Regions from separate parts of the Salmo salar genome. Here region 1 is linked to region 2. The links are chromatin contacts, called in public Hi-C maps. All regions are on one chromosome and are shown on one strand. The core of a region is the stretch at or near the end of the contact, and the rest is flanking DNA. Distances in the headings are between cores, read along the strand shown.

Evidence for each region. Hi-C and Micro-C count contacts between places; a contact is called where the count stands out from the background.
Region 1: a contact with region 2 is called in a Hi-C map of muscle, with 2.0 times the contacts expected there. The contact joins the enhancer-like site here to the promoter of klf6a in region 2.

Annotation. Positions count from the first base shown.
Region 1 is chrssa19:16,823,793-16,828,341 of Ssal_v3.1, forward strand. No RefSeq gene overlaps it. Among protein-coding and RNA genes, the nearest start is that of klf6a, 140 kb to the left of the region's middle. Within about 2 kb of position 2,794, at least 3 of the 13 cell types and tissues checked have an H3K27ac peak or open chromatin away from gene starts, as enhancers often do. A contact at or near this core is called in muscle, where this site is marked.
Region 2 is chrssa19:16,680,041-16,684,705 of Ssal_v3.1, forward strand. klf6a (Kruppel like factor 6a) reads right to left here and starts at 1,458. Exons shown (of 4, transcript XM_014157467.2): 1 at 1,056-1,458. The coding sequence starts at 1,157.

The DNA of each region.
Region 1 (4,549 bases), core at 1,544-4,043, 150 kb after region 2:
GGACATCTCTCTCTGCAGGGGGTTAGCATGGGGGTGACCCACCTAATTCCCACTCTGCAGGCCCGGGAGGATTTTAAAAAACGTAACAGTGATCAACCCTGTGGTGATAGATCAAGGATGCCATCAAAGGGTTAACGCTAACATCAAAACTTTAACGCAGTTGTATTCTGGTGTGGGGGCTGTCTACTGTGACATTAACATTATAGGTCGTGCCCTTTTGCCTGCTATGAAGACATGGCATATGATTTCTATGATGCCTCAGACACCTCCCTGTGATGATTTAACACACTGTTACAGTTGCATGAGATTAGCATAATGTACCAAAAGAAAGAACAATGGCATTCAGTTTAAAACATTTTTTTGCCATGCTAAATTACCATGCATGTCCATACACCTTGCCATGGGCCATACCCAAGGATATGGTTTCCTATACCATCTGGTACCATAGGACTAACAAACATACATTTGAAGTCAGAAGTTTACATACACTTATGTTGGAGCCATTAAAATTTGTTTTTCAGTTACTCCACAAATTTCTTGTTAACAAACTATAGTTTTGGCCAGTCGGTTATCTACTTTGTGCATGACACAAGTCATTTTTCCAACAATTACTTAGAGACAGATTATTTCACTTATAATTCACTGTATCACAATTCCAGTGGGTCACAAGTTTACATACACTAAGTTGACTGTGACTTTAAATAGCTTGGAAAATTCCAGAAATTATGTCATGGCTTTAGAAGCCTCTGATAGACTAATTGACATAATTTGAGTCAATTGGAGGTGTACCTGTGGATGTATTTCAAGGCCTACCTTCAAACTCAGTGCCTCTTAGCTTGACATCATGGGAAAATCAAAAGAAATCAGCCAATATCTCAGAAAATAATTGTAGACCGCCACAAGTCTGGTTCATCCTTGGGAGCAATTTCCAAATGCCTGAAGGTACCATGTTCATCTGTACATACAATAGTATGCAAGTATAAACACCATGGGACCACGCAGGCATCATACCGCTCAGGAAGGAGACGCGTTCTGTCTCCTAGAGATGAACGTACCATGGTGCGAAAAGAGAAAATCAATCCCAGAATAACAGCAAAGGACCTTGTGAAGATACTGCAGGAAACAAGTACAAAGGTATCTATATCCACAGTAAAACGAGTCCTATATCGATATAACCTGAAAGGCCGCTCAGCAAGGAAGAAGACACTGCTCCAAAACTGCCATAAAAAAGCTAGACTACGGTTTGCAACTGCACAAAAGATCATACTTTTTGGAGAAATGTCCTCTGGTCTGATGAAACAAAAATAGAACTGTTTGGCCATAATGACCATCGCTATGTTTGGAGGAAAACGGGGGAGGCTTGCAAGCCGAAGAACACCATCCCAACCGTGAAGCACGGGGGTGGCACATCATGTTGTGGGGGTGCTTTGCTGCAGGAGGGATTGGTGCACTTCACAAAATAGATGGCATCATGAGGTAGGGAAATTATGTGAATATATTGAAGCAACATCACAAGACATCAGTCAGGAAGTTAAAGCTTGGTCGCAAAAATCTTCCAATTGGACAATGACCCCAAGCATACTTCCAAAGTTGTGGAAAAATGGCTTAAGGACAACAAAGTCAAGGTATTGGAGTAGCCATCACAAAGCCCTGACCTCAATCCCATAGAAAATCTGTGGGCAGAACTGAAAAAGCATGTGTGAGCACAGAGGTCTAGAAACATTTACATCATTTAGCAGATGCTCTTATCCAGAGTGACTTACAGTAGTGAGTGCATACATTTCATGGATTTTTTTTTTTTTTTGTACTGGCCCCCCATGGGAATCGAACCCACAACCCTGGCATTGCAAACACCATGCTGGCATTGCAAACACCATGCTCTACCAACTGAGCCACATGACTCAGTTACACCAGCTCTGTCAGGAGGAATGGGCCAAAATTCACCCAACTTATTGTGGGAAGCTTGTGGAAGGCTACCCAAAACGTTTGACCCAAGTTAAACAATTTAAAGGCAATGCTACCAAATACTAATTGAGTGTATGTAAACTTCTGACCCACTGGGAATGCAGTGAAAGAAATAAAAGCTGAAAAAATTATTCTCTCTACTATTATTCTGACATTTCACATTCTTAAAATAAAGTGGTGATCCTAACTGACCTAAGACAGGGATTTTTTTCTAGGATTAAATGTCAGGAATTGTGAAAAACTGAGTTTAAATGTATTTGGCTAAGTTGTATGTAAACTTCCGACTTCAACTGTATATCACATTTGAATGTGTCCTTCCCCACTCTTGCAAGCACACCTGCTTCTCCATCTCATGGTCAAGCATGGAGAAAGTCATCTATCATGAAATGATCAGACTTGCTTGTTTGATCTAAAATATTAATTGTATCTTACATATTCTACATAGATAAATAATTCTAAATTCAAAGAGAAGTAGAATTGTTTTCATAATTCATCTATAGTTGAATATAGCACATAGAATAAATAAAAAACGAATAATATTACGCACCGTTTAACAAGCAAATGAGTGACGTGATCTTTGCCTTTCAGTGCCACTTATCCCCTGACCCCTTGGCTCAGAGGTTAATGACATCATTAGCATTCTGTTGGGGCTTGCCTGGCCTGGTCCTCTCTCTTTCCCGGCAGGCCCGGACTGTGGTGTACTCAGAGGCTGTGTCCCAAATGGCACCCTATTTCCTCTATATTGCACTACTTTTGACCAGGTGAAAAGTAGTGCACTATAAAGGGAATAGGGTGCCATTTGGGTCACATCCAGCCTCAGAGGCTGAGTAAGCTGGGGACTTACTGCGAGCCTGTAAGCACTAGCCGATCCAGAAAGTGTCATAAGATACTGGCAGAATGAGTCAGAGGGCTGACGAGGAGGAGGAGGAAGAGAGAGAGAGAATGGATGAGCAGAGAGAGAGAGAGAGAGAGAGAGAGAGAGAGAGAGAGAGAGAGAGAGAGAGAGAGAGAGAGAGAGAGAGAGAGAGCGCATGAGCAAAGAGAAGGGGAGTTACACCAGGGGGGACAGGACATGTTGGAGAGGAAGGGTGATGGTACAGATGAGTCACAGGGAGTGTCCCCCGGCTAAAACCATCTCAGTGACATGATCATGTTACACCCTGTACACCCTGTCCAGTCTCAGGGCCAAGGCTATTATGGTGTAAATAAGGCAATTATGGTGTAAATAATGAGATTCCAGTAGCCAACTACTCCACCCTCATAGTGTGTGTGTGTTTCCAGCTTCTAACTATGCCACCTTCATAGGCCAAGCCACTCCATTGACAACAGGTACAACTAAAATGGCACGCTGTTCCTTATATAGTGCTTTACTGTAGATCAGAGCCCGTGTCAAAAGTAGTGCACTGTTTTGAATAAATAGGGTGCCATTTCAGCCACATGTTATTCTGGTAGCTGGAGCAGAAGTGAAAATCCTAGCCTTTATGGAAACACCATGGCCCGAGTTGCTGCCCTCTGTAATCTGTGTGTTGTAATTACTTTCATTTTGGTGTGTGTGTGTGTGTGTGTGTGTGTGTGTGTGTGTGTGTGTGTGTGTGTGTGTGTGTGTGTGTTTCTTTAGCCAACACAGGAGGAGATGGAACACTTATGTAACTGTGGCTGTTGGCGTTTCCCCAAAGTGCTTTCCTTATGGGATGACAGTTCCTTCATAGAATTTCCCTTTATATATTTCCATATGATTCATTTCCATTTTCAATTGGTTTGAATATGCTTGCATAATACGCAGTATGGTAGGCTATAGCATAGGGGAGAAATATGGTATTGATTGCCTGTGATTTAAAGATTTACTGCCGTGTAAACTCCAGTAACAGAGAGAGAGAGAGATTTTTGGCACATTCATAAATAACAGCATTATGAATCCAGTAGCATTTAGGCAATGACTGCTTGATGATTATACCCCTTTGATGACATTTCCCTCTCAGCATGTTTTCACTCAGTGTGGAGGAGGCAAGGGGAAAATGCCAACAACTCCAGCCAACTCCTTCCCTCTCTCTGCCTTCTCACCCTCAGGTGACTGTGCAGTTCTGCTGATCTATTGACACAGAGGTGAGAGAGAGGAGGAAGTTATTTTCCATGTGGATAAGTCATACTCCAGGCACCCGGATAGGATACCTCATGCTCTAACAGTGAGCAAGCACAGCTCACACCAGTGTGTCCGTTCTGACAGGGTCTGCACCTCTGTGCCAGGATCAAAGAATGTACCAAATATAACTGGGTCACCGTGGCGATGATGTGTCAAAAGTCAATGTGGTATGTTGTTGACACATTCTAATCTAAGTTGGTCATAGTTTTTTAAATACATGTATTTTGTCTGTGGTTTAAGGTGGTGAGAGAGAGAGAGAGAGAGAGAGAGAGAGAGAGAGAGAGAGAGAAACTGGACTGGACGTATCAAATTCAGACTGAGAGCCCACTATTGCTGTTGGCAGGCGAAGGAAAGTCTCTTCAGTTCAGTAGTTCAGAGACCTCAGCTTAGGAAGTAGGGTATTTTCCCTGTTCATTCAAACACACCAAGAATCGAGTCACTTGT
Region 2 (4,665 bases), core at 208-2,707:
GTGGCTGTGTTGAAAGAGTTAAATCTCTTATGGCAGCTAGGAAGAAGTTGGCTCCGTGCCCAACTCGCAAATGCCTGAAGGAAACTACTTGGATCGATTTCAATCACGTATGAACTGCAAATATCTTCAGAAAAATGACTACAAACGAGGCCGTCCCGTCATGATTAATACGAGGGGTCAGTTGTTACACTTTATTGGTGTAAATTGTATCCACTTTCAAAATTAAATTGTTGAATTGGCTGCATTCCGGTTAGACTACTTCATCAGATCCTCTTACGAACGAGTTCCGCTCCGCAGCATTTTGAACGACAACAACTCCGTTACTCGAACCAAATCATTGCTTTCAAATTCACTTCCGATATGAAGGCTACTTACAGTAGCATCGCTCAGAAACAAGCCTATAACATCGCTCAGAAATATCACAACACTACAATGCTGGAAATTATATTGGTCGGGTCTCATTCATTTCAAGTGAGATTCCCGAGCTGTCAAACACTGGCTCACTGAACTAGACTTGTGCCGTGCTTTGACGGGCAACAATGCTCTACTTCGAATCAGCCATCTGTATAAAACAAGATAAGAACATAGCTTGTGCATCTGTGGGTAACCGGTTAAATAACACGTTTAGTCCTCCATTCGGAGGTATCCCTTGAAATACGAACCACGCTTGGTTCTTTTTTCGCATACTCTAACACACGCGCCGAATTTGACACATCCAGCTAGCCACGGAATTCTGCATGTATGTAGTTTACTGACGCTTCTGCAATGTTACAATTCATGATCATCTACTACAAAACAAAAGTTGACACATTGATCATCTACATTTTGTTTAAAAATGAAGAAAACAAATGTTTGACACAAAGTGCTGTAGAATATCGTAACAACGTGTAATTAGTAGTATATAATGTATCCATTTGTATAAATTAATATTCGTTTGCACGTACTTGAACACATGTAGCCTATAGTCATGCCAGGCTAACAGCCAGTCTGATTGGTCACATTATCTTTATTTCAGTTTAATGAAACAGTTTCAAATGAACGGATAAAAATGTTACCTGCTGCCAGTAATCCTCCAAGGATGGTAAAGCTGAAAAGTAGCCCGTGTCATGTACAATCTGAAGTTCCTGAAAGATGCTGCACATGGGTAGAACATCCATTTCAAATCCCAAATGTTGGCTAAAGAGCTGCACTGAAATATTTTTCTTGAGAATCAAGATACTATTCAAAATATTGGTCAATCTCGAACAGGTAAGTAAGATCCTTGTTTTAATTTCACATGCAACCCTATCTGTAGCTAATGCAAATAGCACGCACTGCAAACAAGCGTTGTTTTGCTTCCCCGTTGGCAGACCACTGCTTACTGGTGATGAAGTTACTCTATTTGCAAACACTGAACTAAATGCGAAGCCCGTACCATGTAAACTTCCTTATTCAAACCTCGCAACCTACCTACCCCCTCGTGACAGCATTACGCTTTTGGAACGTTAACCAATGAACTCGAATCAGCTTGCCCGCGCGCATATGATATCACAACCAACCAATCATAATCGTCTCCTGACATAATTTGGTCCTGTCTCTTTTTTTATTGGTGAATTTGACTCGTAGTTCCTTCACATTCATTGGACAGCTATTTTTAGAAAAGTATATATATGTGTGATGTACTCTATTCAACTGTCAGCGAGTTGCCTCTCTCTGCATATTTCGCCACGGAGAGCGCATCTGAGAAGCAACAATTTTTCCTCTTTGTAAACAGTTTCACTGTGTAGTTGTTTGACAGAGTTTCAACATACAGTACAAGACAAATACTTTTGAAACAGTATGCGAGAATGACTGGAATTTCGTTTGAATCTTTTGAAATACGCTTTTTTTTGCCGACTATATCATTGAAACAAACTTATTTTTTGAAGTTGTTCGGAGTTTCACACACTGGCATTTCTTACTAACATACCACCGTCTCCAGTCGCAAGATAGTAGGCTACAGCTAAATTCCACAAGGGGAGCCAAGTGCCACATCGCTCATGACTCAAATAGGCTACACCACTCTGGTAAAACGCAGCTATGCAGAATGCACAGCAGTTGTCCAGTATTTTGTTTGTCTAGCAACTGAAAGATGGTCATAGTCAACGATTTAGATATGCTTAAACTTTATGAAGGGCACACTCATGCAGAGTAGGTTACCTTTTGGGGGAAACTTGAGTTTGAAAAACTTGGAGACTTGCACTTGTTTTGCAAAAAAAGAAAGAAAAGAATAACAATCTTTAATGATATTTGAATTTGATTCAGTGTCAGTGACTTAAACATTTGAGAAGGATGATGGATTAATGCCTTTAGGCCAAGGCTGCTCATTTAGTGATTAGAGCTGAAGAGATTGTCCTAGTTCTCAGTAACATCCTGTTTTCTTAGAAATGATGACCAGTTGAGCGAAAGAACCAAAACACACACAAATGCAGTTAATCTATTTAATTATCTATCTATGCTCGAAGCCACACAGGTTTCAAAAATTGTTATATAGGTGTCAGTTTTCCATAACATCTCATATGTATAGTGCATCAAGGAAATCATGTTATTCTGTCATTTTATATGCTTTATTCTAACAGTAGTTTGATATTAATGAATAAACGGTGAATTGCTATCCACACTCAAATGTAACTCCATCACAGAAGATTTTTACAACCATGTTATTACGCTATTGCATACTTGGTATCTCCCCCCCCTTTGTATAGTTTCCCAATATGTTCGGAATGGCACCAAATAGATAGAGGAAGTGCTTTCATAATTGCAAAGTTATAGGATGAAGTCATATAGCTCTGTGATCATCTTGACCTGAGTGATATTCTGAGTTAAAGATAGAAGAGTTGCAAACAACATATTTGGAACAGAACCTCATTGTTTCAAATGGAACTATTTCCTGATTCTAGAACTGAGAGTCTTTTGTGAATGATCAGCTGTTGGTGCATATTTGTGGCTTGCAGCATCTGATGTAGTCATATGGTGATGTATTCGGAACCCAAAAGGAACCAGGCCTCAGTTGTCACTGGAATTCAAAGGAATTCCTGCTTATGTGCACACTAATGGTGCTGTCCATTATATCTTGAGTCATCCATGGTGGATGGTAGCTTTGAAGATGGTCTTTAAACTCAGTGAGGTCTATTCAGAAACCTTTATGTTAGAGATTGACTATGATGCACCCTAATTGTAAACTCACATAGAAGATTATACAATTTAGAATTTTTGTCTTGGATCGATCGAATGATACTGCACATCCATGCATTGCAGCTTGTACTTGATGCATGACAGGATTGCTGCCTCACATCCTGTAGCACAGCCTACAGCAACAGAGTGAAGCTGTGAACCTTGTGACCAGCCCACAGTATGCTGTCAGCGCTGCTATGTATGATTTTTTTTAGATAACCAGATGTAGTCTTTCTGTGAATAAAATGCTAAGTACAGCTTAGTACAGTCTGAAGGAGGCCCATTTTGTCTGGCACAGTACGTTGTGTGGTTGCACAATTGAGGCCTGGCTAACCCAAGTTCAGCTTTTGTAAGGTACAGTATTTACCAGGTAGCTCCAGACTTATCACTACCTTGATCTGTTGAAACATTCAGAGAATGCAGTAGTGTCTGCATGACACCAGGCAGCTTTTATCTTGGAAAGCTGACCAGGCAGGCTAGGTCCTAAAGCTATATTATCATTATGCAATCCTAACCAGGCAACCAGTAGGCCTAGCCACAGGAAAGAGCCATTAGAAGATGGCCCACTTTAATGCATCATTGTCAAGACAATTACTAACTTGTTTTAAGGTATTTTATTCCAGTGATGGACACTGTTAACATGCAATGAGGCATTCTTTGTCTCCAAGTCTAGGCTACAGCTCTTGAAGTAAAATGAATTAACAATGTGGTAGTTTTCTAAGTTATGTATGTTTCTTTATACAGGGATAAAGCATATTATATCAACTAGTAGGACAATATAATTGGACAATCATAGTAAAACAGAGGCATAATACTTTGATAAAGGCGTCAAAAACACATTCAACACAGAAGGCTTTGTTAGGCAAATCCAGAATGCCTAATAGTTTAATACATCATTTCAGACTATTTCTGGAATACTTTACAAACAACTGGTTTTCAGATAAAGCACAAGGTACAGTTGATAGAGTAATGCACTTGTCTCTGCGGGGGCATTGTAATTTGTTCAAGCTTAAATAAAATGAAAATGAAGCAATTGATTGGAAATCAATGCACTTACATCAATCACTCTTTGTAAAAGACGGACAGAGAGAGAAAAAAAACCTGTCCAAAAATCAATATTCATTCTAATTCAACATATCATAAATCTGGACAGAGTCAGCACTGCTCGCTCACAGTGAGAGGATGATTGGCCAGTATGGTGTTATTTCACATTCTCTGTGTGTTTCAGCTCATCCTGTTCGGTATTAAAGCATTTGTTTGGTGAAGTCCTCATTGAAAGGCAGTGAGGGTTGACATGTTGTTGGCCTTATATTAAGCTATCAGGCCATGTCACAGGACGAGGGATAGATGTGTGTACATTGGGCCATGTGGCGTCAACCCATCAGAGAAGCCCCTTTGCCTCGCAGGCAGCTCTTGACCTTGTGTGTGGTGTGTGTTCCACAGCTCTCGACCTTGAGGAGAACAGTCTGCTGT